2 separate regions of the Mus musculus genome follow, and region 2 is linked to region 1. Evidence: chromatin contacts called from public ChIA-PET data. All regions are on one chromosome and are shown on one strand. Each heading gives the region's core, a stretch centred on a gene start, on an enhancer-like site or on the middle of the called end of the contact. The rest is flanking DNA. Distances are from core to core; before and after follow the strand shown. Region 1 overlaps Gm33720 (a long non-coding RNA gene). Region 2 overlaps Uvrag (UV radiation resistance associated gene).

Evidence for each region. ChIA-PET counts read pairs in DNA pulled down with a chosen protein or histone mark.
Region 2: a contact with region 1 is called in an RNA polymerase II ChIA-PET map of memory CD8 T cells, with 10 read pairs. The contact joins two enhancer-like sites. A contact is called at or near these places in 2 of 15 datasets of contacts at CTCF or cohesin (the NIH/3T3 cell line and pro-B cells), 3 of 484 Hi-C or Micro-C datasets (the HL-1 cell line, embryonic fibroblasts and nephron progenitors) and 5 of 115 datasets of contacts at active chromatin or transcription factors (extraembryonic endoderm stem cells, fibro-adipogenic progenitors, heart atrium and 2 more).

Annotation. Positions count from the first base shown.
Region 1 is chr7:98,769,670-98,773,789 of GRCm38.p6, forward strand. Gm33720 (a long non-coding RNA gene) reads left to right here. Exons shown (of 3, transcript XR_378355.1): 3 at 58-172. Among named protein-coding and RNA genes, the nearest start is that of Gm33720, 8.7 kb to the left of the region's middle. Within about 2 kb of position 1,287, at least 70 of the 459 cell types and tissues checked have an H3K27ac peak or open chromatin away from gene starts, as enhancers often do. A contact at or near this core is called in memory CD8 T cells and pro-B cells, where this site is marked.
Region 2 is chr7:99,085,896-99,089,705 of GRCm38.p6, forward strand. Uvrag (UV radiation resistance associated gene) reads right to left here. Exons shown (of 15, transcript NM_178635.3): 5 at 2,206-2,280. Among named protein-coding and RNA genes, the nearest start is that of Uvrag, 53 kb to the right of the region's middle. Within about 2 kb of position 1,271, at least 83 of the 459 cell types and tissues checked have an H3K27ac peak or open chromatin away from gene starts, as enhancers often do. A contact at or near this core is called in memory CD8 T cells and pro-B cells, where this site is marked.

The DNA of each region.
Region 1 (4,120 bases), core at 37-2,536:
GGTGATTCATTGAGACCACAGAATAAATGAGAGCCCCCCCCCCCCTTTTCTCCACAGAACCCAGGCACCAAACCCAGGAGGATGCTGGGACATCAGAGGACGTCTGGAGCTCCTTCCCTCATAATTGGAACTGCCCAGAAGCCATATGGGAAGAGCTTCGGGGAAATTATGACACCATTTCACAGACAGACACACTGAGGCCCAGGGGCATGGGTTTATCACAGTCAGTCCACAAGCTAGGGTTTTTGCTATAAACTCTAAGAAAATTGTCCTTGAGCTTCCATTTTGAGTCCTTTCTTAAATTACTAAGGAAACTAAGAAGCTCAAAGGGCGTCCTGATTCCCCCTGTAAAACATACCCCTATTTTAGCATTTAGAATTCCTTCTGGTCAAAAGACTAGAGTATCTGGCTTAGGTGGATACGGAACATTTCAGTTAGGCCAAGTCCTTCAATTTAGCCAAGGGACCACCCCTGAGAAGGGGGTGGGGTGGGGCCGGGGGGGGGGCTCACCTTAAGCTATGCTAAAGAGATAGATGGAATAACTAGTTCTTTAATGAGATAGGTACCTTTGCTACCACAACCCAAGCCACCATTAGTGTAGTAGCCAAGGGGCTATAGCTGTTGGATATTCAAACCACTCAAGTGTGAGGAAAGGGTTTCCCTGCTGTGGACTCCCTTTGTAAATGTTAATATACTTTGTAAACTTTGTATCCTTTGTAAAGGTTGCAAATCCTCAAAGCAGGAAAGTGGCTAGCACCCTCCCCCACCCCCAACCGGAGGAGCTCCAGCAGCCAGGCCCCTCCCATAGGCAACCACTCCTGGGCTCTGAGACACAGGAGCCGAGGAGCCACCCACCTCTGAGGTGGGGCAGTGTTCCAGTACACCCTAGACCCTCCAATAAATCTCTTTTTATGAAATTTGCTGCCTGGTGTGACTCTCTTGTCAGAAGAAGACAAGAAACAATGAGGCAAAGAAGGGAAGGAGGAAGAGAAGTCGCTGAGCTGAGCGGAGCTGAGGCTCCTAAGCGTCTCAGCTCAGCTGGGGGCAGCAGCGCCTCTGCTGAGGAAACTTCCTCTCAGAGCTCTGTGGTTCCTGGGCTTCTGAGTCCCAGGACACCGTCCATGTAAGCAGAAACAACAGCCATATAGCATCTATGTCTGCCCATTTTCCGAATCATTCAGAAAAGTGTAACTTCTCTTCTCCTTTCCACCTCTTTTCTAAGCATTGTTTCTTTTTAGGCTTTCCCTCCAACATTTCTGCCTTCCTTCCTCTTTGTTTAAAGCCTCTCTGCCACCATGGGGCTGCCTGTCTGCCATGTATCTGACCTCCCTACCAGCTTACGTCGTGTGGCCTTTTCTCTTCCCCTCTCCATTCCTACCCTCTGGGCAGTTGTGGGGGGTTACAGCTTGCCAGCCATGGGGTTTTTGCTATAAACTCTAAGAAAATTGTCCTTGATCTTCCATTTTGAGTCCTTAATTGAGTTCTTAAATTACTAAATTAGGAAACTAACTTCTCTCCTGATTTCCCCTGTTTCATCTTGTTCTTGTCCCACGGATCTCCTCTTTGGACACTCTTCCCTCAACCCCCTGGACCCGGAAGGCCAGTCACTTCAGGACAAAGAACGTTTCCACCCTGAAAGTGTGCCACTGGTTCCTGGTTTCTGTTTCCTGTCCAAGTGCAGGGCACCCCGGGAGGCCCCTCAGCCTCTGCTAACTGAGATCTCTCCCCAGCCATATTCCCTTTCAGCAGTCGCTTGGCTAGTCTTGTCCTGGTTCCTTCTCACTGGGTTCAATTTTCATTCCCCCTTTTGGGAACAATAGCTCTTACAGGAAGCTTTGGGGTCAAGTACAGCGCTGTTTCTACAGTATGACATTGGCCAAGACACCTCTCCTGCCAGCTGAACAGATGGAAAGGACTATCTAAAATGCCTTGGATGAATCCCCAAGCCATTGGAGGCCTTGATGTAGCCCTCCCCTCCTCATGTCAGACTCAGTGCCTGGAACCTCATGCCCTTTCTTCATGTTCTGTACCCAGGGCATGTTTTCAGGCTAGCAGGGACCTGACCTGAGCTGGAACACACACCCCGATATAGCTTCTGGCCTCTGACCCAATGGATGCTTTGGGGAGAGGGTGTTTGTTGGGGGGCCATGATGGATGTCCTTAGGAGATTCTCTGTGTCACAGAGAGCCCAGAGCCTAGGGCTCTCTGGCAGAGATTTAGGGCAGATTTCACGAGCTTGCCTTGTGAGAATTTGATACACTTACGGCTGAACACACTCTCTCACTGTCACAATTCATCTCTTGTTTTCACATTATATGATACTCTAATGTTCTGTGCTCTCCAACACAGGCATGTATACACAAACACACATGCACACATGTGCGTACACACACAAGTTCTTATTATTGCCCTACCTTTCTGCTCCAGGGACCTATCCATCATCTATCCATTTACCCATCTACTTATTCACCACACCCATCCATCATCCACCCACCCATCTTCCATCCATCCATCCAGTCTACTCACCCACCCACCTACCCTCCCACCCACCCACCCTCCCACCCACCATGTCTCCTCCTACTACCGGTCTGCTCATACACCAAACCCATCAATCCACTCATCTACCCATCCAGCCAGCTATCTACCCACCACCTACCTATCTATCATCCATTTGTCTATCTGCTCACCCACCCATCATGTATTTATCTTTTCCCTTCTTCCTTTCTTTCTTTCTTCCTTCCTTCCTTCCTTTCTTTCTTTCTTTCTTTCTTTCTTTCTTTCTTTCTTTCTTTCTTTCTTCTTTCTTTCTTTCTTTCTTTCTTTCTTCTTTCTTTCTTTCTTTCTTTCAATCTCTTCCTTTCTATCCACCTGCCCCACATTTATGATGAGTCACATTTATGACGAGTCACATTTAGGAGCCTCAGACTTCAGTTTCTGCAGCTCACAAGGCCAAAGCCACAGACAAGGCATCACCAGAGCACTGCGGACAGAGTGAGAAGCCCGAACCATAGGAACCCAGTGTGAGAGGCCCCGAGAAGGTGTCTCAGAAAAAATACCTTGCTCTGATTCTTGGAATATGTGAGTCCCAGGGACAAGGTTCTGGGTAAGGGAATCCTGAAGAGAGGGACCAATGTTTGTCAAATACTCAAGAGAGACTGGGCAGGGGCTGTGTGCCAGCCTTAGCCAGGTGACAGGGCTGTTAGTGAGAGGTCTGCTTCCTGCTGAGGTCTGGCTAAGCTCATCTTGAAGGTCATGGCTGCTGGCGCCTCTGATGTCACCCAGGTAGACTGTGCTTGCTGGTTGGTCCAGATCTTCTTAGGAAAGTCCCATCTATTCTCCAATTACCTCACAGTAGGAAAATCTGGGCCTAGCAAGTCCCCCATGCAGAAAGTGGCACTCACTCCACAAACCATCACCCTGACACTGCTCTTAAGGCTCTCGGACCCTCCCCTCCATACCTGGCTGGACCTCCCAGGTACCTCTAGTATCTGTGTTGGTCTCTGACTCCCTGTGTCTTCCGTTCCATAACAGGGAACCCTTCTCCAAGTTCACAGCTTCACCTGGCATTCAGGTGCTGGCCCAGCTCTGATTCTCAGCCATGCCACCATCTCCCCTCGACCCATACACCCTGGCATGAAAGTGTGCCATGTTCTTCAGGCCCCAGGGCATGTCCTGATGCTCCCTCTGCATGGAGCCTTCGCTGAAGGGCTGCTAGGAAGGAGCTCTCCTGCTCATATGAGGGTGAACCCTTTGGGAGGAGTTGGGGACATGCAGGAGGGGAGCCTGGGAGGTTCGGTCAGATGAGAGACAGAACAGTGTAGCATGGAGTAGGACCAGACTAAGCTGTCTGGGCAAGGACCACCTCTTCCTAGGTTGCCACTAGATTCAGAGACTCCTAATGCCCGGAGATTCCCAGGTCAGAAGGGAGCTAGTAAGACCCACCCAGTCCTGCACAACAAACCATTTTAACTCACAGGGGCCTCTTATTGGCATCCTAGAGTCTCAACCAAGGTGAGGCTGGGGATACAATTAGCTGAAACCAACCATGGCCAGGTTTTCTCAATAAGTTTTCTGAGTCCCAGAGCAGTATAAAGGGTGGTGAACCAATACGTGCCCTACC
Region 2 (3,810 bases), core at 21-2,520, 320 kb after region 1:
CTCTACTGCTTCTTGGTCACACCACTGCCTGCTTCTTCTCCAGCCTGGGCTACTCAGTCCTTCTCTACTGAACAGCATGTTGCCAGCCTGTGTCTCACATGACTTCAGAGGCTTTGTCATCGCCCCATGTTTATAGTTCATTTCTCTCCAGGTTCAGGAATTCAGATGGCTACTTGTCGTCAACACAGGGGTTTAAAGACACTGCACATGCCTGTGGCCATCTTACCTCAGGATCTGTGCTCTTCCTCCCTGCCCACCCCGCCTTGTCGCTAAGCTTCCTGTGGCTATCATCTTTCATCTATCCAGTTACTTTAAACCAGAAATCCAAAATCACCCTTGACATCTCTTTTTTCCTTTTATCTCAAATGCAAACCACAACAAATCCTAGTGATTTTCTCTCCTAAAACCCCAACTCTGTCGCCTTCCTAGCTGGGTGTGTGGCTCAGTGGTAAAGAGCTTGCCTAGCACGTGCCTGGGCCTGGATGTCATCTGTCTTCCCTACCCTGCTATGGTCCATGCCAAACTGTCATCTCTTGTCCATGGCACTGCAAGGTCCTTCTCACTGTCTCTCCACAGTCACTCTTGCTCTTTAAAATAAGCCAGAGCTAAACTATTACATAAATCTGGTTAGAGCACACGCCTCTGTCCTGTGGATAAAATCTCGAAACTCCCCATGGGCTGGCCTGGGGCTACTCTCACCTCCCTTCTGTCCCTCAGACTCACCTTGTGCCCTTTCTACTCTGTGGCCTTTCAAGCTCAGCCTCCTCCCCTGGAAAGCTCTCTCCATTCAGCGCCCACACCTTTCACATACTGTCTTCTATTCAGAACCTGGATTACAACGTTAGCAACCAAATCCCTCCTCTGGGGACCAGGACAGGCCATCCTCCTGTCTTAGCCAAACAGCTGGAAGGGAGGGGTGTGTCTGCCCCCAGCCCTCCTTCACCACTGTGCTCAGCACTGAACACAGGAGCCAACCCTGGGCAGGCACTCAGGAATGACAGACAGGGCATCCGAGTGTGACATCCTCACAGCAGAGATTATGAGCAACAATTTCTGAGCAAAAGCAATGTGAAGAGTTTACAAAAGGCTGGGGGAGGACTGTTTTGGTTTGGTTGGTTGGTTGGTTTGGTTTTTGGTAAAAGTTGTCAGAGTGGGGGAAGCAGCCTTGGGCACATAACTAACATCTCAGCTCAGCCGCTCTCTAGACCCTATGGAGTGCATCCTCCCAGTCAGTTCCTGCCTGTACTGTGAGATGGAGAACAAAGCCACCACCACAGTGGTTTGTGGTGAGTGTAAACAGGAGGCAGATGCTGAGTCCCCGCCACAAGGATGCTGCTCACAGAAGCTCCCGGCTAAGAACAAACGGGGCTCTGCCTCGCCTTCCTCTCATCACCTTTAGATGCAGAGACAGCAATGGCTACGAAACAGCTTCAGTTTCAGTTCCTTTCTTTCTCTCTTTTGAGGCTGGATCTCACTGTATACATCAGGCTGATCTGGAACTCTCTATGTAGACCAGGCTAGCCTCAAACTCACAAGGATACACCTGCCTCTGCTTCCCACTTGCTGGGATTAATAGCATATGCGACTATGTCCAGCACAATTTGGGTTTCTTAGGCTTACTGAGAATGATAAACACAACTGAACATTTCCATTAAACTCTTCCATTTAGACAAAAGTCACCTTGCCTATTTTGGGGGGAGGGCAGGACTGAAGATTGAACCTGGGCTTCCAGCACGGTGGTAAAGCCCCACTGCTGAGCAACACACCCAGCCTCTTTTCATTCTGAGACAGGGCCTAACTCAGCTTCCTAGGCTGGCCTTGAACTCACTCTGAACCTGGGCAGTATCTGACCTTTAGTCCTCCTGCTACACACAGCCTTCTAAGTGGCTAGGACTGCAAGCCTATGCCACCATGCCCAGCTCACCACTCTCTTAATCCCCCAGGAATTATGCAGAAACCAGCTAGCTCAGGTTTCCCTTTGAGAAAACATGATCAGGATTTAGTACCGACTTCTCAGCGTGCTTGTGTGTCCTGCGAAACTCGTTCTCACTGCGGAAGGCATTCCTCCACACCACCCCGAAGAGCAGACTCAAAGGGACACTTACAACACGATTCTGACTGCTCAGCTCTTCTCGGGAGTCCAGCTTCCCGGGTGCACAGGCCCTGTACTAACCAAAACTCAGAGCACTCGGAGACCCCTCTTACCTTGTGTTCACAGGGAGCACCGTAGTAGCCATCATTCAGCCCAAAAATGATTTCATTCTGGTTGCGGGCATGGATCTAAGGAAGGAGGAAAACATACTATTAGTTGATCTTATTCCAGATGTCAGAGCATAACAGCTGAAATTTCCATGCCAACGAACAGGCCGGCTCCACCTAAACAAAAGGGGCAGCAAAGAAATCAGGTCTCAAAGGCCAGTGAGTGACAGAGAGGACAGTCCATCCAGCTTTAGTCAAAAGCCTCACAAACACCACGTGAGGCTATTGGAGCCATTAGTGATTGTCACCAACATTGTTAACTTGTGATGGAACAGTTATGCCTGAAGGACAGCAGCAAACCACTAAAAAAATTAAAAATAAAAAAACTCTACAAATGCTTTAAAATTATGACATCAGATTAGCTTCTACTTTCTGGTCTTTTTGGGATCAACTGCCCTGTGCTGACCCAACTTCACCTGCAAGACCGGAAAAATACAACTTGGAAGGATTAAAAAACAGGGACTGGAGACGGCTCTGGGCTTAAGAGCACTGGCTGCTCTTCCAGAGCACCAGGATTCCATTGGCATGACCCATGTAAGGTGACTGGCTATAGCTATCATCCCGGAGAACCCAACCTCCTTCTGCCCTCCAGGAGCACAATACACACACAGTGTACAGACACACAACAGTCAAAACACCCATACACATAAAATAAAAATAAATCTCTTTTTTAAAAAAAATAAAGAAGTAGTGAGACACAGTGGCACAGACCTGTAACCCTTACTTGGTGGGAGGGGAGAAAAGGCAGGAAGACCGTAAGTTTAGACCAGCCCATGCTTCATAGTTAAGACCCTGTCTCAAAAAACACATGGGGAGAGGAGGGAAGAAGAACTGAGATCTAAAATAATACTCAACTATGAAATGAACACCCATTTCATCAGAAAGAATTGTGGTTAAAAAAAAAAAAAGGCTCTGCTTTTGAAATGAGGAATTCAAGTGAAGAGTTACAAAAGGGTAAAAACACGGGCTTCCCGTGAGGAACGCCTCAGCAAGATCCGGAACAGCCAGTGCCACCCATCAGCAGATAGCCCCTGTGAGCACCGGCCTCTACTGCCCTCCTTCCATGAACCACACACTTCCCGTTTACCTGGTTGCTTACTGAACCAAACACAGCAACAGAAAAGATGGCTCTGTAATCACTAATGTGTAATGGCCACCATAAGTCAAGCAAGAAGTTTTCTTTTTTTCTGTTTGTTTGTTTGTTTGTTTGTTTGTTTGTTTTTCAAGACAGGGTTTCTCTGTGTAGCCCTGGCTGTCCTGGAACTCACTTTGTAGACCAGGCTGGCCTCGAACTCAGAAATCCGCCTGCCTCTGCCTCCCAAGTGCTGGGATCAAAGGCGTGCGTCACCACACCCGGCTCACAAGAAGTTTTCTGCTTCTGAGGCAAAATGTTTCAAAAATCCATTTCAAGATTAGATGGGTCTGAAACCTTAGAAATATATGTACCTGAAGAGAGAAGACTAAAATTATGCTCATCAAAATGTTAGCAACTGTAGCCGGGAAGTGATCTCACTGGCCCAAAAACAACTATTACTTTTTAAACTGAAAGAA